Linked DNA regions of Arabidopsis thaliana: region 1 is linked to region 2. The links are chromatin contacts, called in public ChIA-PET maps. All regions are on one chromosome and are shown on one strand. Each heading gives the region's core, a stretch centred on a gene start, on an enhancer-like site or on the middle of the called end of the contact. The rest is flanking DNA. Distances are from core to core; before and after follow the strand shown.

What was found. ChIA-PET counts read pairs in DNA pulled down with a chosen protein or histone mark.
Region 1: an H3K4me3 ChIA-PET map of shoot shows a contact between it and region 2, with 11 read pairs. The contact joins the promoter of AL1 here to the promoter of SDN2 in region 2. A contact is called at or near these places in 5 of 26 Hi-C or Micro-C datasets (flower, root, rosette leaf and 2 more), 1 of 2 datasets of contacts at active chromatin or transcription factors (shoot) and 1 of 3 other capture datasets (seedling).

What each region holds. Positions count from the first base shown.
Region 1 is chr5:1,674,079-1,680,389 of TAIR10.1, reverse strand. It overlaps AL1 (alfin-like 1), which reads left to right and starts at 1,283. Exons shown (of 6, transcript NM_180444.3): 1 at 1,283-1,541; 2 at 1,638-1,670; 3 at 1,795-2,017; 4 at 2,563-2,686; 5 at 2,808-3,071; 6 at 3,167-3,501. The coding sequence starts at 1,448. The coding sequence ends at 3,059. GCP2 (gamma-tubulin complex protein 2) reads right to left here and starts at 1,160. Exons shown (of 10, transcript NM_120644.3): 1 at 922-1,160; 2 at 491-803; 3 at 2-402. The coding sequence starts at 1,050. AT5G05600 (2-oxoglutarate (2OG) and Fe(II)-dependent oxygenase superfamily protein) reads right to left here. Exons shown (of 3, transcript NM_120642.3): 3 at 5,620-6,036. The coding sequence ends at 5,788.
Region 2 is chr5:1,632,121-1,639,121 of TAIR10.1, reverse strand. It overlaps SDN2 (small RNA degrading nuclease 2), which reads right to left and starts at 2,840. Exons shown (of 12, transcript NM_120636.4): 1 at 2,671-2,840; 2 at 2,383-2,568; 3 at 2,215-2,295; 4 at 2,056-2,124; 5 at 1,834-1,974; 6 at 1,647-1,763; 7 at 1,483-1,552; 8 at 1,289-1,404; 9 at 1,060-1,191; 10 at 872-979; 11 at 681-785; 12 at 183-605. The coding sequence starts at 2,703. The coding sequence ends at 363. It overlaps AT5G05520 (Outer membrane OMP85 family protein), which reads right to left and starts at 6,323. Exons shown (of 4, transcript NM_120634.4): 1 at 5,710-6,323; 2 at 4,987-5,472; 3 at 4,211-4,714; 4 at 3,706-4,101. The coding sequence starts at 6,210. The coding sequence ends at 4,018. It overlaps AT5G05530 (RING/U-box superfamily protein), which reads right to left and starts at 3,644. Exons shown (of 1, transcript NM_120635.3): 1 at 2,844-3,644. The coding sequence starts at 3,630. The coding sequence ends at 3,031. AT5G05510 (Mad3/BUB1 homology region 1) reads left to right here and starts at 6,383. Exons shown (of 5, transcript NM_120633.3): 1 at 6,383-6,651; 2 at 6,788-6,932. The coding sequence starts at 6,554. It also overlaps AT5G05550.

The DNA.
Region 1 (6,311 bases), core at 34-2,533, 43 kb before region 2:
CCTGGCGCTCAACAGTCAACGGTGTATATCCAGTCATGAGGAAGTGACACCTTGGAGTTGGGATCAAAGATGCAAGCAAGCCAACCAAGTCATTATTCATGTATCCAGGATAACGCAACGTTGTTGTGCTAGCAGACATCACAGTTGACACCAAAGAATTGGTCTGAGCAAAAGTAGGATTAGTCAAATGTAGACGCTCCACAGCAATTCTGTTCAATGCAGTGTTGTCAAGAACAACAACACAATCAGCATTTAACGTAAGCCGCTTCAGCGTCAACAGTGAGTTGTAGGGCTGGACAACAACGTCACTCGTTTCCATCTGATTGGGAAATACACTGTATGTCTGAACCAACTTCTTGCTATAACGATCATTCAAAGTCTCCAACAAATAAGATCCCATTCCTTCATGTGAAAATACATAAAAAAAAGTCATTCAGTGAATAAACATAAGCTAAACGAAGATAGGGATTGGCAATAAAAAGTAAAATACCTGAGCCAGTGCCTCCAGCAATAGAGTGGCAAAGAACAAAACCCTCCAGACTGTCACTTCCATCAGCTTCACGATCAATCATGTCCATGATTTCCTCTTCAACACCTTTCCCTTGGTGATATCCACTGGCCCAGTTATTACCAGCACCACCGCCATGGTCAGAAAGGAAGATATTTTCATGATTGTAGAGATTCCGGTATTCACCATTCTGAATACCATTGATAACTCTAGGCTCCAAATCAATGAGGAGAGCTCTTGGTATATAGTGTTGGTCATCCGCTTGGTAAAAAAACACATCTTTTCTATCACCTCCCTACATACATACAAGTAGTTCATCAATCAAATCCACAATTCTATGAACAACAACAACAAACCAGCAACCATGGAATTCAATTAATCGATGCATAGAAACGAATTCGAAGAAAGAGGACCTGAGTAGCGAAGTCCTCGAGAATACCATCTTTGCTGATGCCGTGCTCAAGGCAAAGCTGTTTCCAGAACTCCATACCGATCTGGTTCCCACATTGTCCAACCTGAAGCGTAATTATCTCCCTCGGCATCTTCTTCCTCTGTAAAACCCTACCTAAGTGTTTCGAGACTACTACGCCTGAAGAGGATGATCAAACTATACTCATTAAAGCCACACTTTCAGCTTCTTCTTTACTCATTTACAGAGAGATACAGAGAGAAAACGTCGTTTTATCAGAATTCAACTCGATGGGCCATGGGCCAGGCCCATTTTAAAATAGAGACCAAAAACAGAAGTTACTTTACTACTACTACTCTTAAAGTCTTAAACTCTGGTCTCTCTCTATCTCTCTTGTCCGTGCGCATCGGATTTTGGAAACCATTGATGCAGACCTCAATCCATCTCTAACACCACTGATCTATCTACTTAGGTCTTCTCTAACAATACTTGTAATTTTCTTTCTTTTTGCTTCTTCCGTCACTACATCTATGGCCGCTGAGTCTTCTAACCCTCGCACCGTCGAAGAGATCTTCAAGGATTTTAGCGGTCGTCGCTCCGGTTTTCTTCGAGCTCTCTCCGTAGGTTAGACGACGACGCTATCCTCATTTTCTCCTATTTTCTCGTAAATGTTAAGCTTTCTAATTTTACATGTTGTTGTTCTTGCCTCTCTTTTACTAGATGTTGACAAGTTCTACTCTTTATGCGATCCGGGTAAACGAGCTCTTTCCATGGTTATTTTTCGGATCTGTGTTTGTTTTTTCCATGGATAAGTTTCAGAAAAAGATACCCTTTTTGATAAATTTTGTTCCTTTTTTTGTTTATTGGGTGGTCTTAGAAATGGAGAATCTGTGTTTGTACGGACACCCGAATGGGACATGGGAAGTGAATCTTCCAGCTGAGGAAGTGCCTCCGGAGCTACCTGAGCCAGCTCTTGGAATCAATTTCGCTAGAGATGGTATGCAGCGTAAAGATTGGCTCTCTTTAGTTGCTGTCCACAGTGATTGTTGGTTACTCTCTGTTTCTTCTTACTTCGGCGCTCGTCTTAATCGCAATGAGAGGTACGTTTGCCTTTTGTTCTTGCTTGTTTCAGTGACTTTTATAAATTGTCGAAGATAGTTTTACTGTGCTAGCTAGATTGTGGTGGTAATGATGAGAAAAAATATGTCTTTGGACAATGGACTGTATCATGATTCATGAGCTTGTGTCATCACTATTTTGTTTTTGTTTCCTGATTCTTTCTGTCACTTTAACTCTACTTGTCAATGAGCTTCTTTCCTTCTTAGGTTAAGTTTCTTTAAATGCATACCATTTTTCACTAATCCTTCTGTTTTTTGAACTTGTGCATCGTTTGGATATAGAAATGGCTACTACATTCAATACATATCTGTTCTATCGGAGCTGATGATATCGTGGTATTCACTAGGTTACTTATCCAGTTATCCTTCAAGTTTTATTTCCTTTACGTTCTATAAGAGTCTATGTTTTTGCTGGTAATGAAGCTCATAAGTTACATATGTGCGGGTATATGAGCTTATTTGATAGTCTTCTGAGATTATGCTACTGGGTCTAGGAACTTATTATGTATGTTCCATTCAATGAGCAGGAAACGTCTATTTAGTCTGATCAACGATCTCCCAACTCTCTTTGAAGTAGTGACGGGTAGGAAACCCATCAAAGACGGTAAACCAAGCATGGATCTCGGAAGCAAATCCAGAAACGGCGTAAAGGTATCATAATGAACTCTTTACTAATCTTTACCATCCCAAAACAGTATTTTCTTCTCAAAGACAGAGAAGGGTTTGATATTAATAAATTAGTTGTGTTTTGGTTGGTATTGAATTGTTGCAGAGATCAATTGAAGGGCAGACAAAGAGCACGCCGAAACTAATGGAAGAGAGCTATGAAGATGAAGACGATGAGCATGGAGACACACTCTGTGGAAGTTGTGGAGGAAACTACACAAACGACGAGTTCTGGATATGTTGTGATGTGTGTGAACGTTGGTACCATGGGAAGTGTGTGAAGATAACACCAGCCAAAGCAGAGAGCATCAAGCAATACAAATGCCCTTCTTGCTGCACTAAGAAAGGAAGACAGTGAGTGAATGAATGAGTGAGTCATCTTTCTCATTTTTCCTTATTTCTTTTTAAGTTATTGCAAAACATCCTTTTGTTAATGTATGAATACAAAACAATTATTGGTGTTAGATTCTCAAAAAGGGCGTTTTAAAATAGTAATGAGGGTATGAGACATGGAGAGAGTCATAGAGACACCAGCTGCTTAGAGAGCTTCGTCAACTTTTGATCAAATATGCCATGTGTTTGTATATGTAGCGACTCTACTACTTTCATCGTTTATGTGTGTAATCTCTCTTTAGGCTAATATAAAAAAAAATATTCTTATGTAAGGTTGATCTTCATAATCTCTCATATGGTATTTTAACTAAGAGTTTGTACTGACAAAATTTAAGTGGTTATAGTGGTGTTTTGTTATGTACACAAAACCAAAATAGTGGGGAAAAAACCTCATCTCCTGCAGTCTCTAATCCCTAAAACTGAATTGACGGGAAAAGTCGTTATATTTGTGATTTCAATTTCATAAAGTATAGTATAACCTCCATAAATTAATACTCGACAAATTAATAACTTTTATAAATTAATAAATTCTTCCGGTTCTAAGTTGGGACCAATGTAAAAATTGATACAAATTAATAAATTAATAAGATAATAACTTTTTTTGAAAATCTTATATAAATATATGGTCCCATCAATATTATAAATTAATAATTATGTAAATTTACCAATATATATATATATATATATATATATTCTATTTAAAATATTTATTGAAATATGACTCTAGTATTATTTTTTCTTCAATTTCTATTAATTATTTGTAGAGTTTAATTCTAATATTTTTATTACGTCAAAAAAACTTTGTATTATTTTTTAAACTTAATAATTATTTTTTCCTTGTAATTAATTTTAGAAAAAATGATTAATTATAAAGAAAAACTACTTTTATATCGAAATTTTATAAAAAATAATACAAAATTTGTAAAAATTTTCTATAAATTAATAATTATTAATTTATCGATAAATTAATACCTCTCTAAATTAATAAATTTTCTCGGTCCCAACATTATTAATTTATAGAGATTTTACTGTACAACAATTACCACACTTTAGATTCAATACTAAAAAAGAGTTTACAAATTATGATAAGTTTTCAGTACAGCCTTTGAAAACTCGATCCATGAGAGTGATTGAGCCATTTGTTGACTATTCCATCACTAAATCTCTGGCCACGGAGTCTCTGGTCTACTGCCATTTTCCATTATTGTCAATTTGTCATATAACATTTATAAGTTAATCTGAACTTTAGTTAACGACCAAAAGTATTAGAGAGGGGATTAACGTTATAAACTTCTAATATCAAACTAAACGTATAGTAATATTTCTGATTCAATTGTATAGTAAATAAAAAAGAACATTGTTTTAAATGATTCAATTCATTAAAAAGAGGCAACCGTCGATAGTGTGAATGAAAATGCAACTTGCATTTTTGTATTAATATATATTCTGTATTAACTTTTCTAAATAATATATATGTTATTATCACTACTGACCAACTCGACACTTAAGGCCAAACCACCACTTGAAAGCGCACATGCTAATTATAGTACTTTAATAGTGAATATATGAAATGTAAATGTAATAATGGTATAAGTGCAAAGGTTTGACATATATTGTATCTAATGATTAATCCAAATATGGGAATGAGAGGCACACAATAGATCAGACGTGGCTTGGTCTTATAAATTATCCACGGGCAACAAGAAGAAGAAAAAAGGTTTTAAGATGTTTATTACTGATATTCATATATTTTAGGTCGACGATGTTCGTTTGTTTAGGGTTTAGCTCGAGTTATTAACATGTTCATATTGTTTACGTCATTTTGTTGATTTTTTTTATGCTTTTATATATCTATTCAGGATCGAAGTGGGGATTCTAACACGATAAATTAAACATCAATTCTAACAATCTGTTACTCTGTTAGGTCGAAAACAATCACAAGACTCTATATAAAAGATGAACTTTTTCAACGGTATCTCTATACAGATTTGGAATTAGTTTGTTTCTCTCTATAAAATAAAGAAAAGAAATTGTAGTGGATTGTTGTCTATCCAATACGTAGAACAATAGTCCACAAGGGATTCTTTCTTCACGTGACTCACGTCCAATACCGCATTTGATCGAATTCTGAAGACCAATTTGTAAAATATTTATGTTAACGAAAATCTTTATAGTTTAGTTGATTAAGCACCGTTCAACGATATTCCATATTTCATAATATCATGTGACGTTTAGAGTTCAACAATTATGCATTTCTATAATAGTTCTATTCTTTTGTAACCTAGCTTTACCATGATCACTATCAACTTTACCACGTTTTTCAAACATGACGCGCGACACATTAGGAAATAAACAATTAATGTGTGCAAATGATATTGATAGACGTTAAACTCAGAGATTTATAATAATATACTATTTGAAAATTGCTTGCAAACTAATAGATGTGACAATTTAAAAATGATTGTAAACTTCTTTTTTTTTTTTTGAATGTTGTTAAAAAATGATTGTAAACTAAAACTATTGTTAAAAAAAATGTCTATGCAATTCAATATTGTTATTTGCATGCATGAAGGCAAATCATCCTTTGAAAATTCAAAATATAAATGATTGTACACATATACAAGTCAGACGTAATATCATAAAAATAACAAAACATTAATTTTTCTTTAAGGGAAGAAATAAAAGAAAAACAATCAACGAGGAGAAATATGAGATTCAACATGGGATTTGCCTTGTGGACCTTGAGTTCTGATAAAGAGTCTATACTGATCAAAGGTCATGGGAGGGTATAAAGGAGGATTATGAGTTGATACAAGTTCTTGTAATGGTTGGATCGGAATATCGCTTTTAGGATTGTAGAAGAAGGCAAGTGAAACTCTCTCCTTGTCCGAGTTCACTATCACTCTATGCTCCACACTCTTGTATGTTGAGTTGCTTAGTATCTGCATTTTTCATCATCGCAACATGTATTAGCTTATCAACACGTAAGTTGTGTGATTCTAAGGTAAAATTTAGACAAAACACAATATTTATTTTCTAAAAGTACAACAATTTAGAAAAACATTAATAATATCTAAGTTTATGATGTTTTGAGAAATTTCATGTGCATATACATATGGTGTTTGTTTTAAAAATCGTGTTATACATTGTAGAAATAAATATTCCTTCTATGCAACATGGGCAAACGGCCAAACACACACATGTGCGCAGTGAAGGA
Region 2 (7,001 bases), core at 1,591-4,090:
GATCTACATTTGTGTTAGTGTCCACGTATAATGATGGCTTGTGTATCCAAACTACAGCTTCTGATGCTTAACAGTTACATGTTTATGCTTCTTCTTGGGCTTTTTCATGTCTAAATTTTTATCATAACCACTTATCATAAGATATATATAATACATCCACAAGTATGCAGTTGCATCCGAGTATCTTAAATCAATAGTCTCTGAGTTCTTTAACCTTTAAATTGGCAAAATACTATCCAAGGTTCATTAAGGGCATCAACGATGACCAAACACAAACTAGAGTCACAGTGAAAGCAATTTTCAAGAATCCGGACCAATTATCATCTTATCATTTTGCTTTGAGTTCTTGATTTTCCTTGATATTATCTTCTTCGTTTGACATTGCTTCTCTGTTTTCGTCTGGACAATGGTTTACACCTGCGTCTATCTCTGGTCCCTTTAGAATGATTTTCTCTCTTCCGTTTCTTAGAACTCGCATTATTCTCCTCTGCTATGACTTCCCCAACCAAATCATCTTCGACCATTTTACGAACGAGAACATATAATCTAGGTTCTGATGAACTCGGCTCTAGAAAGATCTGTTTTTGTGACAACCCCCTCGAATCCTGTAAGAGAAATACATAGAAACTTGTTATATCACCACCATCTGTGAAATAACCAAAGATATGATGCTAAATTACCTTTCCAAAGTCTCCAGCAATGTTTTCAAATGCTTGATTTGCTTCTTCTGGACTTTTAAAAACAACAATCGCGCTATAGTAGTGACGGTCTTGTTTTTTCGACGGCTGCCAAAAGAAAATCAAGAAACAACGAGAGCCTCATAAAATACAGAATTTGGATAAGAATATGTATATGTTGAGTGGATTCATACCTTAACTTCATGTGGGATATCCCTGGAAACGACTCCATTTAACTCTTCATATGGAACATTGCAAGGGATTCTATGAAGGTAGAGCTTTGACTTCTCAGCTTCCAACATCTATATGGAATTATGCAGACAAAACGTTATGCTTTTATAAGTTTAGATTGAACTAATGAAGTTTGTGCAATCCAACTTACCTCTTTAGATAGTGGAACGGAGGTCTCTGCTCCATTATCTAGTATAGCAAGTACAAGTTTCATTGCAGCTTCTGCATCATGAACACAATTGTGTGGAACACCTTCTTTCTGCACTTCATATCCCAATATACACTGGAAATCAAATCAAATAAACAATGTGATACATCGGTCATGTACATACGAGATTCCATATCTCATGAGCAGAGGGTTGAGCTTTCACAGGCTTTACCTTGCACAGATAATTCAAAGAAGGTCTTTTAAGTCTTAAAGGCCTTCTTGTACCGTCATAGTTATACTTAAACACAAGTGAAGTATCAATTACTCTGGCATGATCCACCTTCAATACTAGTATCAATCATAAGTAAGTATGGTTCTGAAACTTATTTCAAAAAAACTAGGCGCAACTGAACCATTTTTACTAACCTTTTAGATCATGGTTCAAACTTTGACCAACCAAAATTGTATCCTCAGAGATAAACATCAGCAATTTTTCCTGCAAAAATGATTCACCAAATGTCATCAGAACAATAATTTGAAACCGCAAAACAAAAAAAAACAAGTCGGTATACATTATATACACAATGTACCTGTATATCTACCACAGATATAGTAGCCTTTTCAAGATCTTGAGCAGTAAGTCCAGTAATGAAAGTCCTATAGTCAACAACCGGTTGATTCGGTTTCACAAACTCATCAAGAATCACCTGATTTATTATCAGCACAGTTCTGTAAAAAACGAAAAGGTATACATCGAAAATAAAGCTGTAAAGAGACCTTTAAATCACGGTCAACTGCAGCAACTCTAACAACAGCTTCACTCCCATCTTCACAAAGAACCATCTCACAATCAATGGCAATCATTTCGATCTTTGTCGGTTCCATCTTCTTCTTGCCAAGCCCTGTTCTAACCCAATCCTGTTTTTTGCAACTCAAAGAGTTCAGCTTTTTTTTTTAATCAGTTACTCCATTCAACATAAAAACAAGATAAACACAAACCTCAGCGTTAGATGGGAACAAATAGTCTAATGGGTACTCATCATGCGTAAGAGTCATTCGAACTAGCCTCTGCACTGCCAACAACATTAGTTATGAAAATACTATTTACTAAACTAATTGCATTACGCAACCAAGAAGATAATGTGTTTCAATCTAAACCTGCTCAGCTGTCTCATCCAAAGATTTCTTTTTGAATTTCTCAAAAACATCATTGTCGAGTTTGAGAGACTTAGCCAACAGCTGAGAGCATAATAAAAAATTAGAAAAGTTTGTAACTTGAGATTATCATTATTAAAAAGTTGAGTTGTGTGTTTTGTCTTTTGAAACCTGCAAATCTTCTTTCTTCTTGAGTGTAGTAAGAAAAGCCACCAAATCATCTTTGCGCCGCTTTGAAGGATCACTTAAGCTCGAAGATCCTAGCTGTTTGTCATAAAAATCTAAAAACTCCTTCCAAGTTCCGTTTTCACCTTTTAGACCTAGCTTTTGCGCTACCTTCACCAGCTTTACTAAAACCTACTTAAAACCCCATAGATTTTACCAAAATTGATTAGAACGAAAAACAACCTTCGAATCCATGAATTTCTAGCTAACGTCGTATGAGAAAAAGAGACCTACCACTCCCTCTGCCGTGGCTAGCACGTCCTCCATGACCGATTCAGACAGCAGAACGGAAGCTTCTGACGGCGGCGGCTCGCTCGCCCTCGTAAAGGAGACAGATTGACAACACGTGCATAATCTATAATGGTCACGTGACTTCACACACACACACACAAACCACAATTATGGGCCTTGGGCATCTTTTTTTATAACTAGGTCTATATGTCTTTTCGTTGCTTTCACTTATTTATTTAATTATTAAATTTTACACAAGAGATGTTGAACAAGCAAGCTATATACAGCAAGTAGAAATGTGGAATATGCATCTTTGGACATTTTTACACAAAAGAAGAATACCAAAAAAGCTATAAAAAAAACCTAAAACTTGGGTCTTGAATAGATAGGATGACGACAAAGAGGACAAGAGCTTTTGGTCCGAATCCAGCGCCAAAGACAGAGTTTATGAAAAACATGACAACAATCATGTGTCTCTATAGATTCTTCGTCGTGGCATAATTCCTCAAGGCATATAGTACATTCGTTGACCGGAGTAATCGATTTGGCCGGGATACAAGTAGTCCAGCCTTTACTTTCTTCCATCAAGTGATATTCAACATCTTCTGCTTCAGCTTTGAGCTCGAAAGCTCTTCCTCTGCTTTCTCCGATGAGTTGAATGCCATACAAAACCAGAATCTCCCGAATCCTTGGCTCAACATCCGCCAAAACAAGAGACACGTGTCGAAGACATGTTTCTACGTCGGAGGCTGCTAGAAACTCTGAAGAGATCTCGAATTTGAGTTGAAGTGGTCGACCTAGTGATGTCTGTCCGAAAAGTCGTTCTTTCCCGGTGATCGGACGGTAGATGTCTCGTCGGAAAGTCGCTAGTGTGATGGAAAAATGGCTAGCGGAATTTGAATGGAAACGCGGTGAGAAAGTGACCGGGTAGAAAAAGACTCGCCGGTTGTTTTGCTTTTGCATGACTTTGTCCACCCAACAATCTACTTGTAATTGGACTTATATTTATAGAGATGACAGTACTCGATCCAAAACATATTCATGAAAAAGGAAACAAAAATTTATTCTACCGTGTCATCTTTATCTTCATTGAAAAGGAAGGAAAACAAAAAGTTTATTACTAATTTAAAATTTAATTCAAAACAAATCAACTTTAGTTAATTTTTATTTCTTGATCTATCTCCTTCCCAAGAACAATCCGCACATCAGGTAATCTCTCTCTCTAAAATTTGCACAGTTTTCAATTCCAAACAACAACCTAAACAATGAAAGCTCCTGGAAACAAAACAAAAGACTCCGCCATGACACTGTGAGTGCAAAGCCAAAATTAAGATATCATCAAAAGTAGCATTAAGATGATGTTGAAAATGTCATGAAAAATCCAGATTTTGCTCGATCGTGTTCTTGTTTCTTCAGTATGTGGCAGTAGTTGAGCTGGCATAAGAGATCACATAACAAAAGAAGAACAATCAATATCTGTTAAAAGGATTGCAATTTTTTTATGATCCTTGATAAGAAAAGAGAAACAAGAGAACTAACTAACCTCCATGCGAAATAGACTAGTTGGTACCACGATTCCTGCACCAACTGAGCTTCTGAATGTCTCCAACAACTTTGGAGCTGTGAAGTTCCTATACTTGTTCTCTGATAATTCCGCCATATTCCCGGCACATGCAAACACATGTCCGTGGATTCCTCTGTCTCTGAACCATTTCAATGGGAAATCAAAAGAAAGGTCTGCAAATGCAGTAACCGCAACATCTCCTCCCACAAAATCCCGTTCATATGTGTCACCACTCTCATCGTCCTGTACTTCCCTCCTTGGTTCGTTAGGACCCAATCCCCTAGTCTTGAATCCCCATAATGCAGATGGTCCTCCCAAAGAACACACAGGCGATATGTTTCCACCTAAGAAGAACCTCTCAGGTACACAAGAAGCTCTGCTCTTGTATCCGCTTCCCCATGGAAATGTGATTCCCCCAGCTATACCAAAGTTCAGAGCAGCACGATAAAACCCGAGTGGAACAGCATATCGAAGGTCGATTTCCTGCAAAAGGACAAGAAACCCTCAACATGATGTATGGCAAACATAAAAGAACCACATATGTTATAAAAGGGCTAACCAATCTTTTCATTCACTGCTACAATAAGTAAAGAGTGTCAGATGTACTTCGGAAGTTATGGATAAATGGTGCAAAAGCATAAACGAGGAACTAGGTGCCATGGAAGTTTTCTGAGTAATATATTTGTGCTACAACTTTCCACACTGTAATATATAGGTTTATGTAAATTCTGACATAAGAATGAAGAATCCCAAACCTGGCGCAAAAAGCGGAGAGTTCGACTATCAGGTGCAAGACCACCTATTTGAGAAGTCGAGATGAAAGAGTAACCTCGTGTTGGCCTCAAAGATGAGTTTCTCTGGTCAAATTTGAAAGTGTACTTCAGAGCAGAAACCAAATTATGACCCAGCTGTCTCCTTATTGATCTTGATGCCATTTGCGATGGGTCTATCAGGTTACGCCATGCAATATTATAGGCCAGCTCATGATACTTGCTAGCGATAAGCCCGAGGGAAAGACCAAGAGCTCGTTCTTTATAAGACGAAAACTTAAGCCAATCTTGGGTAGAAAGGTAAACCCGCGACGTAAATGGAGTAGGACGCCCTCTGAACCTTGGCAAATACATCCCCAAGCCGACCTCTGCAGAGTGATCACAGCCATAAGCAAGAGACCCGTCCCAGATATCTCCATACCCAAATATGTTCTTGTACTTCAAAGAGCCTTCAAGGCTTGATGACCGAGCCTACAAGAACATTAGACTTATGAACAACATTCAACATTTCAAATTCTCACAAGAACACTTAATCTGGAAATCACTAAAACACATGACATACAAAAGTCTATATATGAAATCCAAATCCAGAATTATCCTCATAAAGCAACAAATCCAACTCTATGCATCAATCAATGGATGTATCTAATTCTTCCTGCCAAGACCTAAGTATCCTAATCCACTGAAATAAGAAAACGAAAGTGATACCTCTGCTTTAGTGAAGGTTCCGATTTGACCGGTGATAGGGCTTTTGCTCTCAACAACATCGATAACAACATTGGTGGTACCAGGAAGCTCAGGAGGACCAGAATCAAGCGTAATTTTGACTGAATCGAAGATATCAAGCGCTTGTAGATTGAAATTGGCAACCTTAGAGGCTTTGAGAAGCTCCTGCAACGTAGTGGCTTGCCTCACAACATCCACCTCAGCCTCGATGACATGATCCTTAGTCTTCTCGTTTCCCTTGACGATCACGTCGTGAACACGCACAGCGACCGGAGTTGCTCGCATACGACGGAACAGAGACTCAGCTTTGATCCTATCCGCGATTGCATCCTCTCGCGTTCGAGGTTTCCCATCGTCTTCTTCCTCATACTCTTCCTCTTCTTCTTCGTCGCCGTTAATATCTCCTAGTTCTTCTCTTTCATCTTCAGATTCGATTTTGGGTTTTGATGGATTCGGGTCGGGTTTCTCCGCCGGATTCTCCATGAGAAGGAGCAAAGCAACTGAGAGTCAGAGATGAGCAAATCGGCGAAATCAATTTGACGGCTCCTCCAAAAAGCGTTTTACAATTCCTGTCAATACCTTACTGAACCGGTTATCTGATTATCTGGCTAACCGGCTGAGTGATTAGCTGGTTATCTGATTATCTGGTTAACCGGTTGACCGATTAGCCGGTTAGCTTTACGCAGGGATCGTGGAGCCTCTTGCTGTATCAGAACGTTTCAAAATCAAAAGGTGCACTCTTTTTTCAAATTCATATAATCCCTCTCTCTCTCTATCTCCCACTAGCCTTGTCCCTTTTTGCTTTCTTCAATTCGGCGAAGTAAAAATGGCGAAGAACGAGAACGGCTACGAGAATTTGCTGGCTTCATTGATCGTCGACATCAAATCATACTCTGGAAAAGACCATCTTCTTCCGTGGATCCGGTAATTTTGTCTATGTCTTACTCTTTGTGTCACCATTTTTGTGGGCGGGTCTGTATCTTTAAGTTCATAGAAACCTAATTGAATAGATGTTTGTGTTGATTTATGTGTCGTTGAATCTTGGGTCAATCTGAAACAGAGGTGTTAAGAAGATGAAAGAGAGTTTGCCGTCTCAGATATTGAACGAGAAGCTGCCGCGGTTTTTGCAGAAATGTGCAGAGTCATTTGAATCTGATAAGAGATATAAGAACGATTCGCGGTATATTCGTGTTTGGTTGCAGCTGGTAATGTACATTCACCCCTTGATTTTGCACTTGATTTTGATAGCAGATGTTGATTCGTTAGCATGTGGG